Linked DNA regions of Mus musculus: region 2 is linked to region 1. Evidence: chromatin contacts called from public Hi-C data. All regions are on one chromosome and are shown on one strand. Each heading gives the region's core, a stretch centred on a gene start, on an enhancer-like site or on the middle of the called end of the contact. The rest is flanking DNA. Distances are from core to core; before and after follow the strand shown.

Evidence for each region. A called contact is a pair of places that touch in the nucleus more often than the background predicts.
Region 2: a contact with region 1 is called in a Hi-C map of the N1E-115 cell line, with 10 times the contacts expected there. The contact joins two enhancer-like sites. A contact is called at or near these places in 1 of 15 datasets of contacts at CTCF or cohesin (pro-B cells), 3 of 484 Hi-C or Micro-C datasets (LSK cells, the N1E-115 cell line and cortical neurons), 1 of 115 datasets of contacts at active chromatin or transcription factors (bone marrow-derived macrophages) and 3 of 9 other capture datasets (adipose tissue, embryonic stem cells and macrophages).

Annotation. Positions count from the first base shown.
Region 1 is chr14:70,779,673-70,784,867 of GRCm38.p6, forward strand. No RefSeq gene overlaps it. Among named protein-coding and RNA genes, the nearest start is that of Gm34442, 7.3 kb to the right of the region's middle. Within about 2 kb of position 1,584, at least 125 of the 459 cell types and tissues checked have an H3K27ac peak or open chromatin away from gene starts, as enhancers often do. A contact at or near this core is called in the N1E-115 cell line, where this site is marked.
Region 2 is chr14:71,200,023-71,204,873 of GRCm38.p6, forward strand. No RefSeq gene overlaps it. Among named protein-coding and RNA genes, the nearest start is that of Gm34757, 35 kb to the left of the region's middle. Within about 2 kb of position 3,594, at least 6 of the 459 cell types and tissues checked have an H3K27ac peak or open chromatin away from gene starts, as enhancers often do. A contact at or near this core is called in the N1E-115 cell line, where this site is marked.

The DNA.
Region 1 (5,195 bases), core at 334-2,833:
GGAGAGGGAGAGGGAGAGAGAGAGAAAGAGAGAGAGAGAGAGAGAGAGAGAGGATATCTTGGAAGGAACAATACTAAAGCTACAGAAGGAGTCAGGAAGGAATTGGACCCAGAGCGAGCTGCTCCATCACTGTTTAGTTGGAATGTTGACTTAGTGATAGCAGGAAACATCCATCCAGTAGAAACCACATTTTGAACACTGAACTTTGATCAGCTGATCTCTATGGATGGGCTCCTTTTCCTCAGCGCCGGCATCGGGGCATTGGCAATGGCCTCCAATCTCTTGGTAGGTCAGGTGTGCCCCATGCCTCTTTGGCTTAGGACGACATGAACATTGGGAGGTCTTAGCAACACAGAAACCTGCTGTAGGTGGAGGGGTAGTGTCGGCAGCAGCAGATTCGGAGTATGTTGTGGGAAGCTCATTGTTAGTGGGAGAAGGAAGGGAGGTTTGAGGCTCTTGGGTAAGGAATGCCACAGGAATAAATCTTTAGGGACAGCAGCTCTGGGAAGCTGGACTTGGGGGTGAGAGGTATAGCGTAGAGATGCCACTGAAAGGGTTCCTGGGATTCAAAAGCTGCTACAGAGTTAGCTCCTGTGCAGCTTGGGTGACGAAGAAGAGAGGTTTCCAAGGCGACACTTAAGTTTCAGGTAGTGAGCTTGGATCCTCACATGCTGAGGTTAATTACGATGGCTACAGTAGCCAGGGGGTGAGTCTTTAATCCCAGTACTCCGGAGACAGGCATATCTCTCAGTTCAAGACCAGCCTGTTCTACAGAGCAGAGTTCCAGGGCAGTCAAGGCTGCATACATAAACCCTGTCTCGAAAAACTAAAAAACCAAAGAAGCAAAAAAGCAAGCAAGCAACCAACCAACCAAACAGAAAGACGGCGGCTGCATTCTGTCCAGTCACAGTGAGGTTCTAGTGCAAGACAAGGTTCTAGCATCCAGGAGAGTAATGAGCAACAGACACACAGATCCATGCCTTCAAGACCCCGGGTGTGTGGCCTCCTAGGTTTTGTCTTATGGTAGCTTTTGACAGTTATTAACGGAGTACGTAAGCTGGAGCAGGTAAGAGGTTCTCTGCCACTTTTGTCTGTGCCAAGGTTTGCATTCAATCTGCGGGTCCAATTCTCCAAGGAGCCCAGGCTCCTCAGGACATGGGGGAAGAGCATTGGGGCAGGAGTCAGGTAGACGCTTTGTGTCTCAAAGCAAAGAAGGCCACATTATTGATTCCTCACTTGGCACTTGACGCACTCATCCCGAATGTGCCCAGCAGGGGGCAGTGCCAGCCTGTGGAAACTGCAACTAGGGACTAAGCTTGCGAGGCGCGGTGGGTGCCTGGTCCTGAGGGACGAATTTCTCTACCTGAAGGATCTGGTGGTGAGGGGCAGCTTCGGGAGTCTTCCGAACCTTGGGATTCCCCTCCGGAAATGTGAACACGCTTTCAAAATATGGGATCCTGAGCCGATCCCTATCTCTTTGCGCCCTTCACCTTCAAGAGACAGAACTTTCTGGTTGCTCTACTCTGAGATCACGTGATCTCACCAGGGGACGTGGTGGACAGCTTGATTGGGGAAAAGTGGGGTGAGGGGTTGGTAGCTGCGGAAGTAGAGCATTTGGGGAAGCTGGGAGTGGCAATGAAAGTCCTTAGAAGGCTGTTGGGGAAATGCTGACTAGGTTTTTAGTGTCCTCGGAGGAAATGAGCCAGTGGGTGTGCCCCATTCTGCAGGGAGCTCTGAATGCCTCTTAGCTAGCTTTAGCTGTGTCTGTGTCACCGCGATGTGTGTGCATCATTCATCCAGTAATACTACAGAGCAACTGCCACTTGTATGTCCCTCTCTCTCAGAAGCTGGGATTCCGGAAGGTTCCCCAGCCCCTAGCCCCAACTCAAAGGAGCAAGCAGTGGGGAGCAGCAGAGGCGGTCACTGATGGGTCAGGGAGAGAAGCGCTTGAGAGCACCACAGACAGACACACTGAGGCAAGGCCTCCTTCAAGAGCCGCTGAGCCACCCAGGCGGCCAGGGGAAAGTGCACAGGCAAGGAAGGAAACAGACCTGCCATTGTGGGCCCGAGCAAAGGATTTACAAAGACCTTGCCACCCAGAATGGGTCTCTGGCTCTAGGCAAGCTGCTTAGTACCTGTTGATACTATGAGAAACTTAGGTGTATCTAGGACTATTATAGACTGGCTTAATCTTTTAATTGAGGTCATAGGTTGTCTAATGAATGGACATGTTCTGAGAAATTTGTCACTACACATTGTCACCACTGAATATTCTTTTATTAATTATTTCTTTTCTTTTTCTCTTCTTCTTCTTCTTCTTCTTCTTCTTCTTCTTCTTCTTCTTCTTCTTCTTCTTCTTCTTCTTCTTCTTCCTCCTTCCTCCCTCCTCCCTCCTCCTCCCTCCTCCCTCCTCCTCCTTCCTCTTCCTCTTCTTTTGGTTTTACAAGACAGGGTTTCTCTGTGTAGCCCTGGCTGTCCTGGAACTCACTCTGTAGACCAGACTGGCCTCAAACTCAGAAATCCACCTGCCTCTGCCTCCCGAGTGCTGAGATTAAAGGTGTGCCACCACGCCCGGCTTATTAATTATTTCTTCACTTTACATCCTGACCACAGTTTCCCTTCCTTCCCCTCCTCCCAGTCCTTCCTGCCAATCTCCATTTACTTGTCTTCTGTCTTTTCAGAAGGGGGGGGGGGGCTCCCATCAACCAACCCTGGCATATCAAGTTGCAGTAAGACTGGGCACATCCTCCTCTATTGAGGCTAGACAAGGTAGCCCCGTAGGAGGGAAGGGTCCCAAAGGCAGGCCACAGAGTCAGAAACAGCCCTTGCTCCGGCTGTTAGGGGTCCCACTTGAAGACCAAGCTGCACTAGTGTAACATATGTGCAGAGGGCCTAGGTCAGTCCCATGCAGGCTCCCTGGAGAGTGGTTCAGTCTCTGTGGGCCCTTAGGGGCCCAGGCTAGTTGATTCTGTAGGTTATCTTGCACCACTGAATTTTTATACCTATGTGATATATAACTGCGTACCTAAGGTACATGGTATGTTTGTATATATGTCTGTGTGTAAATATAATTTATACTATTTGCTATATAAATATAACACATATATGCATGTAATATATAATTTATATATGTTCTATATAATCACAATATATCTGTAATATGTATATATTATAGATGTGTGGCATAGCCTGTTTCACCTAGGATACAAACATGTAGAGCTATGTTATATGTGAAATACTGGATGTATTGGTAACATAATGGTATTTGTGTATATATAAACATCCAAGATAGAAGAGGGTCCATAAACATGCCAGGCAGGAGGTATTTTTTTTTCATCTGCTTTAATCTTACAGACTTTATATACAGCTTGTCATTGACTGAGATGTCATTGTGTGCCACAGCCATGCATTGGCATCAGGGCAGATAGGAGTTCAGGGTTCAGGTCCCCAGCTTGGAGGCATGTACCCAAATTCACTACTGCTGAATGCTGTGTCATTCCCATTCTTTTCTGACTCTCCCATTTCTCTTTATTCCTACTTTCTTCAGAGTGTATAAACTGTGTGCACGTGCATGTGCGCGTGTGCGTGCGTGCGTGCGTGTGTGTGTGTGTGTGTGTGTGTGTGTGTGTGTGAGCTAATCTGAGTAAACCTGCCCCACGCTTAGAGAAGGGGATGCCAGCCCCCCCCCCCCCCCCCCCCAGGAGGTTCCACCTGGACTTTCAGCATCTGGAAAGGTTTCAGCATCTGATTGTTTGAGCCTCTCTGGCTCACTCAGCCCTCCCTGGGGACTCTCCTCAGGCTGCTGCTGCCACCACTTTTCGGCCTTGATGTTAACCAGCCTCCTGCCTCTTGCCTTCTGGGCGTTGATTCAATTAGCCAAGGTGCCCACCTCTTGCAAGGGCCATTTATAAAATCAACTGGGGCAGCTGCAGAACCTCAGGCAGGGCAGGGCTGGAGAGATAGCGAGCTGAGAGGAGGAGGTAGAGGAATCCTGGGAGGGGGGTCTGATCCAATTAGGTGCTAGGCTGGCTTCCCCCTGGCAGGAGGCTGTACATCATTGCTTGGCTTTGGTCCTCTACTGCCCGGCACAGAGCAGAGTCCATCAATCTCCAGGCTGTGGATAGGGATGGTAGAGTGAAGGCAGTGGTATGCAGTGTTCACAACACTTCCATCTTTGTAGCAAGCATGCTTGGGACAGCTTAATGTTGTGGGCTGGGCACACAGGCTGCAGCTTGACTCCCTGGGTTCAAGTTCTACCTCTGCTCAAAGGCAGCTGTGTTTTTGGCACCTGCATCAGTTTTTGCTGGGGGAAAAGGAGATGGTAACACTTCTCCTCTTTGAAGTTTGTGGCAAAGATAAAAGGGATGAATGAAAGCATAGCTCCCAGGACAGTGCTTGGCACATGCTGAGCTCCGGTGTCTACCACAGTCTCATTTGGCTCTCAAACCAGCAGTCAAATTATGCTTATCTTAGTAATAGGGTCACTGGGTCATAGGCAAGCAGCTTCCCCACAGTCTTTGCAGAGAAGACTTGGGCTTGGTAGAGGTGGAAGGATTTGCCTGGACACATGGTTCTAAAGAATGAAGAAAGGAGGAAGAGAGGTCAAGGAGAGGTCAGAAATGCTTTGCCTGCAGCCTTTCCTTTCCACACTAGGAGGGGGAGTGCTGAGGACTCCTCAGCCTCAGCTTGGAGAGGGGTTCTTGGAGAAGGAATGTTTGAGATAGAGAGAAGGGTGTTGGAGACCTGCAAAACGAATGACTTGAAGTCAAACTGTGGGTCCAAGCTGGCAGCCTAAGTTCTGCTCGAGACAGCTTTCTAAATGCTCTATGTTCTTCTTCTCTAAGCAGTTCTCTTTTGTTATTCTAAAAATTATCTGGATAGCTCAACTCTTAGAGATCAAAAGCCCAGTTTATTTTTTTTTTTAACTTATCAATTCAGTCATTCCCCCAGGTTTCCTTTTGGTTATCCCATGAATCAGCATCCCTTGACCTCAGCCTTCTTAGGAAGAGTCAGCAAGCACAGACCTGTCCTGGAATTACCATGTGGACCATGACTGGGCCTAAATTCCCTCTGTCCCAGGCTGACCTTGAACTCAGGAATCTACCTGATTTTGTGTCTTTCTGGCAAGATGGTTTGTGGTGTAGCTGCCCCTACTCCTTCAGATCTGTGACACTCCTTACACAATTCACATTTTG
Region 2 (4,851 bases), core at 2,344-4,843, 420 kb after region 1:
GATCTGCAGATGCAGAGCCCCATATGCACAGCCGTTGGCCTCCCGTGCCTGGGAAGCCGGTAAAGTTCCATTGGTTTGAGAGCAAATAATTGTATGGAAGGAGAGCGAGCTGTCTTTGGCAATGTTAATGAGGGTAACCTTCAGGGGCTGGGAGGTGGGGAGATGATATGCAGGCAGCATGGGATCATGGGAAAGGGAAATCTTGGCCTTCCTCTCAGCAGAAAGCATGGCGGGGCTTACAGAATGAGGTTTAATCACCTTCACTCTGTCCTTACTGGATGTAGCTCATGCAGGTAGAGCTTAGCTTCCTTGCACATGTGGTCCCTGGATGCTTTTCTTCAAATCAAAACACAACTCACCTGTAGCTGTGGTGTTTGGAAGCCAGGCATGTAGGCCACTGTGACAGATGAAGGTCGGACTCCTTCATGTTATCAAGTTTCTTCCTGTACGCAGGCAGCAAGTATCTGCCTACTTCACCCTATGTCTTTAGGGAATCTTATATTTTGTTTTCTTGATCTAAGGATGAGATTGTTGGCAGAGAACACTGGAGCAGCTGGCATTATAGCCAAAAACAGAACCTTAGGGCTTCTGTAGTCCTCAGTTTCTTCCTCAAAATGGGTATAAGAAAATCTACTCGACCTATCAAGATGTCATATCTGACTCTGCAGACTGGGCACTCAGCAATGTAACAGTCCTGAGGAAATGGAGCCTTTGGAGCAGAGGGATCATGAGCTAAATTATTGTTTACAGGCGACAGTTCCTTACTTCTGCTGATTTATTCCTGGGATGCATCCTCTGTTTGGCTAGGCTTGTGGTGTAAACCCATCATCTTTATTTCTGGTCAAATCCTTCCTCTTTCTTGGTTGATAAACATTGCCCCCAGACCAATCTTGTCCCATCCCTGAAACCTGGAGTTCTCAAGAGAAAAGTAGGGGAAGAGGAATCTTCAGAGCTTGCTTGTGGCTTTGCTGTAACTATGGTTCATGTGTGCGCAAAGCTCACATGTGGAAGGGTTTGGGGGTAAGCAGCTCACCAAACAGAAAAGGGAACTTTATTCTAGGGTGGAGAAAGTATTTGTTATGTCCCTGTTGCTGTGATAAGATAGCAAAAGCAACAGACAAAAATGTGTATTTTGGCTTGTGGTTTCAGATGGATAAGAGACCATCATAGAAGGGAGGGGTGGGGGTGGGGGCAAATAGCAGCAATCAGCATGGTGGTAAGGGCAGGATGCTGGGATCACACTTTGATCACAGCAAACTAGAAGCAATGTGATGCCATAAACTCTCAAAGCCTACCTCTAATCATGTACTTCCTCCAACAAAGCTGTGCCCACTAAAAGTTCCATAAATCTCCAGACAGTACCATCAGCTGGGAACCTAGTGAACAAGTTCATGAGCCTAAGAGGGTCACTTTTTATTCAAGCCACTACAGAGAGAATTGAGCAGAAGAGTGAGCCCAACTACATGCCTGTCTACTCCATGGGTAAGGTTGTACTCTTGTCATACAGCATTTGCAGTTGACTGAGATGCTGAGAAGTGAGGACAGATGACATTCTTTTTTGTTTTTTATTTTTGTTTTTGTTTTCGTTTTTGTTTTGTTTTGGTTTGGTTTGGTTTTTTGAGACAGGGTTTCTCTGTATAGCCCTGGCTGTTCTGGAACTCACTTTGTAGACCAGGCTGGCCTTGAACTCAGAAATCTGCCTGCCTCTGCCTCCCGAGTGCTGGGATTAAAGGCGTGCACCACCACAGCCCGGCAACCGATGACATTCTTGATGCTCACTTCAGCCAGGACGTTTCAACATACTCCTCAGTACCTCTAAGGGTGTTCTCTTTTCCACCATCCTGTAGCTATCATGAACAATGAAACTCAGGGCTTGCTTTCTGTGAGTTGTCCAGAAGGATGCTCACTAGGGCCAGAAAAAGCAAATAGACTGGACTCAGAAACAGCAGCATTAAGAGAGCCCTTATCTCTTGGATTGAGTCCAGGCAGAACACGCGTGGTATTTAGGACTGTAGGTTGGAGTTCTTTCTTTAGGCATAGGTGAATACTCTGAGCACGGTCAGCCTTGGTGAAGAATTTCCCCATGGCCCTCCCACAAAGACATACAACAAAATCACCCCTGAACATTAGAAATCAGGAATGGATCTCCGGGACCCAGTCTTAGAAACGCTGCTTCAATAAATCTGTACCTTACTCTTTTTTTTTTTTAAAGAAGTAAACATGTAGTAGCTTCAGATTTGCAGAAAACCCACAAAACAACGTGTAATTTAAATCCATTTTAAACTGTGAAGAATAAAGCACACGCAGCTCTGTGCCCCAGATGGAAAGGACAGCTCAGCGCTCAGCGATTTATCACAGAGCAAACACCTGAGCCATTCAGGAATGGAGCCAGTGGTTCTGCTTCCCCTCCAACCAGCAGCTGCATCAGGTAAGCAATATCCCCAACCCGCACTTTCTATCCTCTCCAAATGTTTGGTTTCATTTTTACCAGTTTTTCAAACCTGATAGAAATTGTGCCATCTCTTCATTGCTGGGACAAAGTAACCTAAGAGAAATCAACTTAAAATTGGAAATGTATGTTTTGGCTCATGAGTCTGGAGCCTTCCGGCTGACATCTCTTGGCCCAGTTGTGTCAAGACGGGACATCACAGAGGAAGCACGTGGCGATGCAGAGCTTCTCACCACAGGTGGTCAGAAGAATGGAAGAGGATAGGATGGAGAGTCTATAATAATAGAGATTACATCATTCCCCTGAAGGGTGTGGCCCCATTGACACAGCTTACTTCTGCTAGGCCCTCCCCTCCTACAAGTTTTAGCACCTCACACAGAGTCATCCTAATGGAACTGAGACATGGTGGAGCCTTTGAGAAGCAGAGCCTAGGGAAGTTTACTAGATCCTAGGGATGCCATGACCTTATGAAAGGATTAATATAGTTATGGGGCAGGGTGGATCTCTTGAAATCTATTTGTATAAGATGAGGTCATGCATGTGTTCAATCCATTATATATGTGACCATCTCCCTTTCTACTTCTCCATCACATTATGATCCAGCCATGATAGGCACCATAATGTTTAGATTTCCCAGCCAATAGAATTATGAAACAAATAAACCTGTCTTTAAAATACATCATCCAGCTCCAGGTATTCTAGTTGACAGATATTTTGGTGGTTTGCAGCTTGGCGTGGCTGAGAAGGCTATTTTTGAGAATGTTTTAAAATGTGTCCTCTGGTCCACCTGAGTGTCTAATCTTAGCTCTGCAAATGCCCATTTTTGCTAAATTATCCAAACTTTCTTTTCTTTTTTTTTCCAGTGGGACATTAATTTATACTTTTGCAAGAATCTCTTTTTCCAGAGCTTCTCAAGTAATTTTGAAGTTGAACCAAGGTTGGGCTCACTGCTTGATTTCACAAAATCGGTAGGTTTTTGTTCTTATATGACAAAGAAGTTTCTAATGATCTAAACTGTTTAAAGAATGCCCCATCAGGTGGTACACATCCTGTCTCACGAGTGTCCAAGCTGATGTCAGACAACACTGCCCTAGCAGCTCTGTGAAGAGTTCTTGGACTTGGCAGAAAGTCATCCTGGGTGATAGATAAACTTGTCTTCAGCTGCTTGAGCCGCTGAGTCCATCCCTTTCATGGCTATGTTTGGATGGCTACGTGCTGGGCAGTAAAAATTATTCCTAGTTAGGCAGCAGAGGAGAGAGAGAAAGAGAGCGAAGTGATGCCAGAGGCTCAGATTAAACACAAATTGGATCGTTAGTCCCTGAATAATTGAGTTAGTTGTCCCGTTGATCAATGAATCTCCCCACACTTTCTCTAAACCCACTGTTCCCACTTGAGCTCTTGGGATAATAGGAATCATGGCTTCTTCAATGTCACCCTCTGCAGACACTTACACTCCTTGTTTCTGTTTTAATGGCTTTATTGGATATGTGCCTATTACAGTAACAGTCTTAAATCATGTTGGAAAGCAGGTGTGGCGTGAGTCTTGACACTGTAAAAATACTCCTCCCGCCCAGTGTTGCCCAGCAATACATTTTCATCTGTCTTTGAACTATCTCTCTTCACCTGCTTCTCCTGGCTGCTCCCCACCAGGAATTCCCTTCTATCCTTCAGGGGCTTGGCAATGATAAGATTACTCCAGGTCATGAGAGGACTAAGCTTGCTGCCCAGGCACTTGAAAGGCTACCCTTTGGGAAAAAACAGCTTCCTTTTAACTCACTTAGAAGCTGATTGTTTCTGCTAAGAATGCTGTTAGGGGATTTGGGGAGAAAGATCTTAAATCTCACTGAGTATATTGGAGCTATCAGATTTCAAGGGGTGAAATGAGACATGGGTACATAACCTGAGCTTATGCAGGACACATTTCTGGTGACCATCTCTGCTCAATCAGCTCTCCAATGGGACTCGTGAATGATATGAACAATGCCCGGGGAACCAACAACCAGCATCCCAAACAACATGTGAATGTAGCTACCTAAGTTAGGCTGGGTTCTCTACAGAAACAGAACCTATAAAATGTATATATATATATGCATTCTAAGAAGTTATTCCCCCAGGGGTTTGACTTACATGAAAGAGGCTAGTTAATCCAACTTTGACCATCTCTACCTTGTTAAAGAGGTGGAAGTCCAGTTCCTCTTCTAGGAAGTTAGATGTTTCAGCATACAAACGTAGCACAGAATATCTGAAAAATGCCCTGGACAGTCGCTGACATTAGGCCCAAATTGAAGGACCTAGAGGTTGCAGTCTGATGTTGGCAGCAGCAGATATGTTCAATCAGGACAAAATGGCACCCTGAAGGCTCACATCAACTCTCTGATCTCTTGTCTTCCGGTTAGGAAATT